Regions from separate parts of the Mus musculus genome. Here region 2 is linked to region 1. The links are chromatin contacts, called in public Hi-C maps. All regions are on one chromosome and are shown on one strand. Each heading gives the region's core, a stretch centred on a gene start, on an enhancer-like site or on the middle of the called end of the contact. The rest is flanking DNA. Distances are from core to core; before and after follow the strand shown.

Region 1 (5,629 bases), core at 1,799-4,298:
GGGGTGGCAGAAAAGGCTGTCGGTATGTCTGTCTGATACTCTTCTAAGCAAAGCGATAGACCTCTATCTCCTAGGGGCTGTGTCTGTGGTCAGAGTGGACAGCTACCACCACTGGCCCTCTCGCCTCAGGTACATTCTTGCTGTCTCGGATCCTGTTGTTTTTAGGGTGTCCTCCTCAACTGTGGCCACTTCTGTTCATTATTATGGGGTCCACTCTAAGAAAATAAGTAGTGCAATAATAGAAACATAACATAACTAATAGAAACCATACAGACCTGTGGACACAGTTGATGACATGACGGGTCGGCTGGGGTGGAGGGAGAGCAGGCAAACCTTCCTTTTGTCTCGTGAATCCTGATCATGTACATTTGCCCTGCAGTCCTAGGAGGTGAGCACCCGCTTGCTTCGTCTCTGTGTTATGCTCTCCCTTGCATGACTGTATCTAATCAGAGGTTGGGTGTAGGTTAGGGGTCCTTGAAAGCTTTCTCTCTGACTGTGTTCAGGAAGTTGAAGTGGAGTGTCAGAAATGATGGGAGATGATGGTGAAGTAAACAGATCCGGGCAGCGTGTGAGGAAACCTGGCAGCCCTCTTCCTGCTTCTCTCTAGTTGTGACCCGAAGGAACCAGGCTTCCTGCATGGAAAAGGGTCCCTGTGCCAAGAGGCCTGACATGTCTTCCAGGCCAGGGCACTGTTCTGTCTGATAAACTCCAGGGTGAAGACAGGTTACTGGTTGGCAGGATGGAGGTAAGTCACATGGCTGCAGCCTGAGCTATATGGATGTAGAGTTAAAATGGCATGTATTCAAGGAAGCAAAAAGATACCAGATACCTTGGCAGAAGCCCATGGGGGCAGCAGTGGTTATCTGTCTTGCTTTCTCCCCTTATTGCCTTTGTCCCTGGTGTGTGTGAGGTGCTTATTTTGTATTTTCAGGTGAACAATGGCTGTAAATGAAGCTTCGGCTGCTGACTCCAGCCCACCCCCACTTACCTCTCTCATGTTGGTTACAAGGTGACAGTTTGTTCCATCACATGCTACTCCCAGCACTGCTGCCTTGCCAAAAACAATGGGGCTAATGGCAGTGCATTGACACCTCTAAAGCCGTGAGCCGAAATAAATCCTCTCGCTTAGTGCCCTACCTCAGATATTGTTAAAGTAACAGAAAGTTGATGCTGGCAGCTGACCATGCTCATGTGGCGTTTCTGTGTCACCTCTAGGGGAGAGCTCAGCTCTTTCTGCTCTCTAACTATGGCCTGTGCTGCCTTTGCACACCCTCTTCCTTCTCTCCAGGACAGGTGTTGAAGTAAGCAGACAGCCCAGTTGCAGTCAGCTCACATTGATCACTACAGACCAGGCTGTTCTACACTGTAGATCACAGAGCTCTTTGCTATGAAGGTAGCAGGCTTGCTGCAGCCCCCTGAGGTGGATCTGAGAGAGAAGGAGCCATGAGAAGGGGTCATTAATGCTTTCTGGGTTATTAGAATTTGAACATGGAGAACAGACTTCATCTTGCTCATTCAGTGCTAGCTTCTTTTTGGTTAAGACCTTGGGAAGTGATTTGGCTTTTGTGGTGCCCCCATCCTCATGGCCTGAGGTGTAGACTTGGACTCCGTATGGGGTCTGCCCTTGGCACTGAGGTATAGTTGCCTAGGGGATCTACTCCTGCTGTGTTACAGTAACACCAGTGTTTCCCAAGAGGATGTAAATGCTTACTTGATCTCCAAAAAGTCTTGAAGCAAATTAGAAACAACTTGAGAAATCATGTATGTCAATAGAAAGTTGACTTGGGAAACCTTTTACCCATCCATTCACTTGTGGAGAGAAAATTTGATTCTTTTCCTCAGGGTTCCTAAAGCGTTAACAAGAGCCAGAAGGGTGTTTCCAGATTCCTCACACACTATTCCAAGCTTAAATGGAGGGCACTGTATGATGGAAAGCATATTCTCTGACAGCACTTTTTCTTTATTTAATTACTTATTGTGTGTGGGCTTTTAGCACAAACCTGTCCCTTGCCCCACGCTCTCTGGGGGTCTGTAACCACAAAAGAGTGAATGGGGATTTATATCAAACGACATAATTAAATGCTGCAGGTGTGACAGGGTTCTCAGGATTCATGAAAAAAAAAAATGAATGTTAAAAGATTGGTTTTTAACAGAGTCCTTATACAAAGAAAGCAGTCAGTTAATTACCTCCCACATCAAGTCCAAGGTGCCCAGAGAGGACTTCTGTAGAGGAGGCAGGAACCAAGCAGAGGTGACACCTGTTTGCATGCCCGCCTCTACCTCTACTTTTACAGCACGAGCCAGTGAGGCCTGGTGTGGCTCACGTTCTCTTCCTTCCCAGACCTCAGGCAGGAGGGCTCAGCTCCATGATCTGGAAGGCACAGCCAGTCATGTTCGCTCCACGGGACCCCAGGAGAATTCAGTGAAGCAAAAGGTTTATGGGTTAAAGTTGAACCCTTGAGTGGTCAGACCTTCCCGGAAGTTTCCCTGACTGTTCCCTCTCTGCTCAGGCCTCAGGTTGCATGTCAGCTGGGGCTGTTTTCAGGCATGTAGGATATACTGTGTTTACCTACTGTCTTGAATTGCCTGTCCTCCTCAGAGTGGAGATTGCCCCTAGGCAGTGTCCTTTGCTGGGCAGTGTCCTTTGCTGGGCAGTGTCTGCCACTGGGCAGTCCGTGTCTTACCACTCCTGTGTTTATTCTGGCTCCAGAACAGACAGGGACTCTGGAAACTGGCGTTCCCCAGGCCTTCCTCTGCCTTTGAGATCAAGAGACTTCTGGAGTGTGTACGTTCCTGTGAATTAAGATTAGTGGCCACTTAACAGATTAAATTTTCCCTGTGGTCCGATTTATTAGAGAGTATGTGTTTCTTGGGAAAATTGCCTTCTGGGTGATCAGCAGAGTTTGTGGGCTTACTTCCTGGTCTAACATGTAAGTTGGAAAGGGTGAAATGAAGCCCTAAACCTGGATAAGAAGTGTTTACATTTGTCCTGGGAGAACCAACATACCACGTGTCGTTTACAGGCTTGGCCTGCTCATGGCAGCGTGTACCAGCCTAGTAATGTAATTTATGTCCCTCGGGGAAATGTGGTTTTATGTGCTGTGTGTCAGTGTCACTGAAACCTTGTTTTAAGAGGAAAATAGCAATTAATGTTTGGAAATAGGAAATAGCTTTACAAATTTGTGGTGGAAGAGACCCAATAAAAATGAGGTTCCGGCATTCCCCGAAGGTGAATGTAAGAGTTTATAAATGGTGTTTTCTGTCTGGGAGCCTTACAGCCTCTGACGTGTAAGCCGTAGCCCATGTATGACTGCTGCAGAGCAGTGGGTGTCAGATAGGGATACTGTTGGGAAGATAGTAATCACATAGCTATACAGGCTGGCACCTGTGTCTTCTTAAGGACAGGTGGCAGAAGGCTGGGCACTGTTTGGTCAGATGAGGCCAGGTCTGTGTTGTGGCTGCTATTGTTCCCCTGCTGGGAGATGACAGGTGGGAGAGCCTGCTTGGGAAAGTCGCTGTTAATCTGTAACTCTGGGTTTGCCCACTTACATGTATAAGCATCTCCGTTCATTGTTTTAAGAGACAAAGGGCCAGGCCATGGGAGCAGCCTTTAAAGATGTGTGTGTGTGTGTGTGTGTTTGTTTTTAGTATTACTGATGATGGCCACCTAAATTAGAGTTCTTGCATGGAAGAATGGCTCTACCATGGGAACTGGGGACTTCAGTCTTTCATGGGAGATCTCTTTAAAGTGAAGTATTTCTGTAAAGCCAAAGCAGATCGCAGTTAACTCAGAACGCTGTCTGTGAGTGTAGAGTTCAAAATGGAAAAATCACGAAGAAACCCGAGTAGCCCTGCTTGGCTTAGCGGTGTGTGTCTTGAAGTGGGGATTTTTCAGGGCTGACTCTGTTGACATTTGGCATTGGGTCTTTCTTTGTTGTGGATGTCCTTCAGGATGTTTAGCTGTATCCTGGCCTCTACTCCATCAGCAGGCAGGACCACGGGAGGTGTCTGCAGATATTGCTGCGTGAGTTAGTCCTTGAGAGGGAAGGATAGCACACCAGCTTTCCAGGCTGAGAACCATGGATTCCTACTGTATATGAACCTGTTTTTTTTAGAATACAATTTTCTGTGAGTTGCTGGATCCTGAGGGCTTTCCAAAGAACTGGGTTGTGTTAGTTTCATAACCCATTTGGTGATGCAGGGTTTGCTGCAGGAAAAGCGAAGGAATCTTATATCTTTGCTTTTTCTTCGGCTTGTAACCAGAGAACCCTTATTCCCCTCCCTCCATCCCTCCCTCTCTCCCTCCCTCTCTCCCTCCCTCCCTCCCTCCCTCCCTCCCTCCCTCCCTCCCTCCTTCCCTCCCTCCCTGCCTTCCAGGTCAAGCCCAGGTTCCTTGAACTCTCTATATGGCTGAAGATGACTGAATTTCTGATCTTCTTGCCTCTACTTTTCAAGTACTGGGATTTCAGGGCTGCACCACCACACCTGGTTTATACACTGCTGTAGACAGAACCTGGCGTTTCAATGTATTAGGAGATCAGCATATCCTTGGCCCATAATTAGGAACCTTAAATATCTTGATGTTCTTTGGCTCTCCTTTTCTATTTGCTCTGGTGGTTGGGATGGGGCTGTCTTTCCTCTCTTCCTGTGTCACCCCCCAGGGTTTTGGGATATAGAAGGGGACTGTTCTGCAGACCTGTAGAGACAGGGGTCCAGGAACCCTGACTCCCTACACACACATTGGCCCTGCAGGGTTCATGCTCTGCAAACTGGCAGTGGAGGTTATGACAAAATGTTTCTGCAACATATGCTGGAGGCAGCCTTGATCTTGATTTATAAACTGTGACTGGCTGAGATAAAACAAGTTGGTGGGATCAAGTAGCTGAAATCCCAGGCTTAGGAGCCAGACTGCTGTAATGTTTATCAGCTGAGAGATCTCTGGGAGGTTATGTGAAGTCTCCTTGCTTCGGTCCCCTCCCCAGTAACTTGAAGGCTTACTCTGCTTGATGGGTTTCTGTGAAGGCCATACTAAGGATGTCTCTGGTGTTTTAGTGCTTGCTTCCTTTTGGCCAGACATCACCCTAAATGGTGCCTGTTTTTTGTTCTCTCCCCGTTTCAAATCTTCTCATTATTTACTTTTCTTTTTCTCAGCATGAGCTACAGTGATGCCCGTATTTGTGGAGTCAGCATGGACTCTATAATCTTACGTTCATATAGAGCAATGTCACTTTGCATTTGATGACTCCTAAGGAGACTGGTAGCATTACTTTGTATGTCCGTGGTGATGGATGGCACGTTTGCATGCCACACACTGCCAGGAATCTCCGTGTCTGCCTTAGAGTTGCTTTTCCAGTTTCAGACACGAAGCTTGGAAGAGGGTCCCTTTCTTCAAAATGAGCAAGCTTTGCCCAAACGCTCATATGCTTAGTGTGGGTGGCATCTTCCCACTTTCCTGACACCCAGTGGAGGCTGGGGGACGTGGATGGAGTGGCTCTAGATTTATTTCTAGGGCTGCTTCTTAAGAGACCACCTGAAGATTATTGTAATCCGTTTGCAGGTTTTCAGGCAGAGCAGACACAGTCAGGCTTCCTCCAGGGCGTTGAGGATGGCTGCCGCAGGTTCAAGGCCA
Region 2 (5,047 bases), core at 1,339-3,838, 69 kb after region 1:
CCAGGACAAACAGCCTGTCAGTTCTTTCTCCTAGAGACTTGGAATTCCTAGCAGGGAACGTTTGACTCATTGTCCCTGAGAAATGAGAGTTAGCGGGAGGGAGCAACCATGCACAGAGAGGAAATGAGTCCTCTCTCCACTTGGGATTGCAATGCAGATGAATTCCATATTTTTGTTAGGGAATTTTTTTTTTTTCTTCAAGAGGAAAGAGCGGCTAAGTGACTGACCTAGTTTCTGGAAAGCAGACTGACACACAGTCTGTTGAGATGGTCAGTTAGTGGCTTTTTGTTTTTAGTTCTGGTGTGTGTGTGCATGCAAAGCGCATGCACATGTGTGTTTATGAAAACAGCCCAGAACTTACTGGAGTACCTCTCTGTCTCTGGCTTGGCTTTCCTGCTAAGGTGATCAGACTGGCTGTCAGGCTGCTTCCAAACTGCTGTGGTCAGCAGAGCTGTGGACTTCGGCTGTGTCTGTGTGGATCCCTCACGTGAGGTCTCAAGCAAAAGCACCAAGCTTTTCTCCTGCTAGCAATTGCAACAGATGTGTGTGGTGCCACATGTCCCTGTTAAAACAATTGCCAACTTTATATACTCTCCCCTGTTCCCTACTGTGTAAGCCCGGGAATGGGTAAGGCTGGTACTATCCTGTTTAAAATAGGCTGCTTGTGATGTTTCAAGATAAAGACTCTGAACTCCTTTCTCTCCCACCTACCATTCAGCCACACTCATCCTGTACAAGGATATGGTGTATAGAATAGGACCATACCATCGCTGTCCTTGTGAGTTTAGTGCCCATAGCTGCATGAGCAGTGGAGGGCCAACAGCTTGGAACCCAAAATAAAGAAATCCACTGCCTCTGGGAGGCTGAGCTGGTGAGTCAGGCCTCTTGATCCTGTCTAGGTGCTAGAGAGCAGTCAGCAGTTGTCTGGTGCCCTCCTCAACATTTTTCCCAAGAAGCAGAGAAGAGCCTGCCTGCCTGCCAGCCTGCCCACCTGTCTACCCATCCACCAGTCCACCCTGCCTGCTTCTCCCACCTGGTCCTCTAGAACTAGCATTCTGAGCCTCTTCCATCTCAGCCCGGAATTGTAAGAAACAAAGGTGCTGACCGCCACACACAGCCCCCCTTGCTCCCAGCTCCTTCCCAGGCTGTCAGCCACCTTCTGTTGTAATGTGATGGTGGCCGTACATTTGACCTGGCCTTTTTGTCTTTATCACCATGGCCACCTCTCATTGTGACCCTGACCTTCCAGGTATATGTACCTGAAGGTGACCCAACTAATTGAAGACTGCCTGGGTCTTGCTGTTTCCTGGAACTCCTGTCCCCACAGTAGCTGCTGGGGACATCCCAGCTCTGTGCCTGCACCCAGGGGGCTTTGCTTCCTGAGTCTGAGGATTGGTTCTCTGGGCGGGCCTGGGGCAGATCTCTTCCATCAAATTCCATCCTCAAAGAGACACACCCTCGGAGTGCTCCCCCCTCCCCCCAGTGCAGGCTGCTCAGAGCTCTAGGGAGACTTTAAAGCGCCTTACTGGATGCTCATAGGTCTCATGAAAATAGTAGGTGAGACCAGAGGACTGACCATTAAGGGGTGTGTATGCTGCTGTGAGGTGAGGGAGAAGAGGCCTGCTCTGAAGTGCCCTGGACTGTGTAAAGGAGTCGTGGTATTAGATAAAGACCAGGTCCTCTTCAGAAGAGCGGTAATATTGATGGACATGAGCTAGATCTCAAAGGGCAGTTAAGGAATTCGACAGTTAGGGGAAATGGAGCTGGAAGAGGTGCCCGTATGAGCAGAGCAGAGGATGGACCCAGCCTCCTGGAGCTTTGCTGGGTAGCAGTAAGTAGGATCTGGTATGAGCAGGACTCACACAGAATAGCATGGCCAAGAGGAGCCACGTAGGGCTCACTGGACATCCCGGCAACTAACTCAGGAATGCCCTTTGCTTGGTGATAAGACCAGGGCTTCTGTAAGTAGCAGTGGACTGGACGTATCTGACCCAGTTCCTGAGAGCCACAGCATATTTCCCACTCAGAAACGGAAGCCTCCCAAGGAGCCTCCTGGAGAAAGCAAACCCCACCCCATCCCCGAGGTGGGGTGGTAATGGGAGGCCTGTTAGAGACTGCTGCCTTCTCTCTTAAGGCTGCATCAGAGCCATCGCCGTAGAGCAGAATTCATTTCAGAAGGGACTGCAAGTAATTGGACACAAGCTTAATGACGTAGTTGTTTAAAACAATCCAAAAGTGGCCGAGTTACTTACTTTCTGCAACTTAAAGATTCTGGAGTTACATGGTGGCCCCCCTCTTTTTCCAACACAGGAATATATTTTTAAAAAGAAAAGTGCTTTAAAACACATACACACACACACACACAGAGTAGTCTGATTTTTTTCTGTGTGTGTGTGCTAGGCAGGCAGGATGTGTGAGGGACTATGGCCCTGGGTCCTGCTTTCCAAGGTTTCTTTTCTTTGTTGGGGGTCAGGGGTGCTAGGATCAAATTCAGGGCTCCAGGCACGGAAGGCAAGCCCTGCACTACTAAGCCATGTTCCTGGCCAATGAAAGGTGTTGGTTTTGTTTTTAATGGGTTTTTAGCTTAGTCATTCATGTGTTTATTTCCTATTTCCCCTTCCCTGTGTCACTGGATCATCCACTCGTGGACAGCTTGGGACCCGTTTTCGTAACTTTATCAGGGACCAGGTCTTTCAAACCTCACTGTAAGAGTATCTTAAGGGACTCCCACTCCTCCAAGAGCTTTGTCCCTAGAGTGGCAAGGAGCCTCAGAAAGAGTGGACAGGCCACAGCAGAGTACACAAGGCATGGCTTCTCAAATGCGACTTTCATTGGAAATGGGAGGCCATGGAGGCTCCATTGGGCCCTGGCCCTAGCTCTGGTTCGGTAATCAAGGAATACTTGGAAAATGCTACCTCCCCCATACACCCCCCAGTTCCCAACCCCCACTCCTCCCACCGCCACACACCAGACGCTCTTCCTCAGGCTTCCCACCACTCCCACCCAGAGACCCTAATGATTGCTCGTTTTCAAGGCAGGTCCTGGGAAATGGCACACATGAGATTGAAGTGAAGTGGAGATGCAGGGGTGGCTGAGAGGCAAGATTGCAGACTCAGGGTGATTTATCAAGCAGGTCATTAAGGGACAGGCTCCCAGCTTCCTCTAAGTGGGAGGCAAAGAGTCTTCTGTCCCTTTGTTCTTCCTGCCAAGATTGGTGCTGTTTTCCTTCATGGGGACCTCGGGCTCTACCCAGACGCGTCCCTGACACGTCCCTCGATAGCTCTGTCTGCCACTGCTAGAGGTCAGCATTGCTCCTTCCTTACCAAGGCTGCAGGCGCATCGCAGGCAGCGGGAGCTTTCTTGTTGCCAAGGGCTAAGGGTGCAGAGTAAAAGGGTGGAGTCTGCCTGGCAGGCATCATGGGGGTCAGCCCTGCAGAACCCCTTTAATAAGGCCCTGTCCAGCCCACAGAGGAAGAGCTTGTTTGGGGTGTAGCTTACTTTTAAATGCTGTGATTAGAGACCATGACCAAAGTAACTTACAAAAGAAATCATTTAAATGAGGGCTTGCTCACAGTTTCAGAGGGTGAATTCATGACCATTATGGCAGGAGAGGGGCGGCAGGCAGGCAGGCAGGCAGGCAGGCAGGCAGGGCACTGGAGCAGTAGCTGAGAGCTTCCACATTGGCACAACCCTGAAAGCGGGGTTGGGGGCATGAGCCTGTGTGCTAACCAGGAATAGTTTTGAAACTTCAAAGTGACAGTAGTGAGTGAATGCTTAAAGAGATGCCACAGATAAAAACACTCCCAGAGACCTCCCGGCTCAGAGATGCCAGACACGACATAGTTCTGAACGGCTCCTGCTGCTGACCACCAGGCCCTCGGCAGTTTGAGAGGGACAACTGAGTCCAGAGCTGTGACTGATATTTTGGAACTGAGAGGAGGAGCTTGGTCGGAAGCTGTCGACTGAGGGAAGACGCATCATGTTTCTTCTGTCCGTTTTGCAGTGTTGGCAGATAAAATTCTGCAGCCTCAGGATCACCAGTTAGAGCCTTTTTAAGGAAACAAACAAGACAGTGACCCAGTTCAGTCCCTCTTCATTTATAACACTGTGCATGAACCAAACAGTACCAGAGGTGACTGGAAGCTTTCCATACCATGGCTTAGTTAACGTAAAAACATGCCTCCTTAGCACACAGGCAGTGTGGGTCATGCTTGTCAGTTGCTTAGCATTTGCTGGTATAAAATGAATGCAAAATGGGGAAGGGAGGGGAAAGAAGGAAAGAGAGTGTTGGGGGGGGTTCATCTGTGCATTTTGAAGACCACCTGTCTTAATCAGCTTTGAGCCACTCAGCTTTTCTGGAGAGTCACACAGCCTGTGTGACATACTAGGAGATCATTCACTACTGAGCTGTGTGGTCCCGACCGAGTGCCCTGTGAGATCAGAGAAAGGGGAGGTTTGCGTGGGCTGACACAGAATGAAAAGTACTTACTAACTTTGAAGAGAGACAGACGAAAACTTAAAAAAAAAAAAATAATAACAACAGTGATGTGTTTGGCCGGTTCTTACAGAAGCTTGGTGAGTGAGGTGAGGCGGGGGAGGGTGGGGGAGAACCCGGAGCAGGGATGTGACAGCTGTGTGGTTTTACGCCTTACTCCAGCCTCCATCTCAGGTGCTGATGCTCACGGCCTGGCCCTCGCCCACCACAGGCTAAAGTACCTTATTATCTGACCCAGTGTTGACCATATGGCAGGCCTTTTCCAGAGAGGTTGAGGGTGGTAGTCAGAGGAGATAGAAAAGTGGCTCAGATAACGAATATATTCCGAGTGCCAACTGTGTTAATGAGTACCTCACCGTCACTGCTCACTGTCACTGAGGCATTCTGCATACTCGCCATGTGTCAAGCCCTTACCTTCTATTTCCTACCATACGGCAATGAAGAAATAGTAACTGCTTCAGGGGCCTCTCTCTCTCTCTCTCTCTCTCTCTCTCTTGAAAAAGATTGATTTATTATTATAAATAAGTACACTGTAGCTGTCTTCAGACACAC

The links. A called contact is a pair of places that touch in the nucleus more often than the background predicts.
Region 2: a contact with region 1 is called in a Hi-C map of the N1E-115 cell line, with 4 times the contacts expected there. The contact joins two enhancer-like sites. A contact is called at or near these places in 33 of 484 Hi-C or Micro-C datasets (3T3-L1-derived adipocytes, the AML12 cell line, B cells and 24 more), 11 of 115 datasets of contacts at active chromatin or transcription factors (acute myeloid leukemia, bone marrow-derived dendritic cells, cardiomyocytes and 8 more) and 3 of 9 other capture datasets (adipose tissue, bone marrow-derived macrophages and liver).

The regions. Positions count from the first base shown.
Region 1 is chr13:94,070,498-94,076,126 of GRCm38.p6, forward strand. All of the region lies in intron 1 of Lhfpl2 (lipoma HMGIC fusion partner-like 2), which reads left to right. Among named protein-coding and RNA genes, the nearest start is that of Lhfpl2, 16 kb to the left of the region's middle. Within about 2 kb of position 3,049, at least 37 of the 459 cell types and tissues checked have an H3K27ac peak or open chromatin away from gene starts, as enhancers often do. A contact at or near this core is called in the C2C12 cell line and the N1E-115 cell line, where this site is marked.
Region 2 is chr13:94,140,188-94,145,234 of GRCm38.p6, forward strand. All of the region lies in intron 2 of Lhfpl2 (lipoma HMGIC fusion partner-like 2), which reads left to right. Among named protein-coding and RNA genes, the nearest start is that of Lhfpl2, 85 kb to the left of the region's middle. Within about 2 kb of position 2,589, at least 67 of the 459 cell types and tissues checked have an H3K27ac peak or open chromatin away from gene starts, as enhancers often do. A contact at or near this core is called in the C2C12 cell line and the N1E-115 cell line, where this site is marked.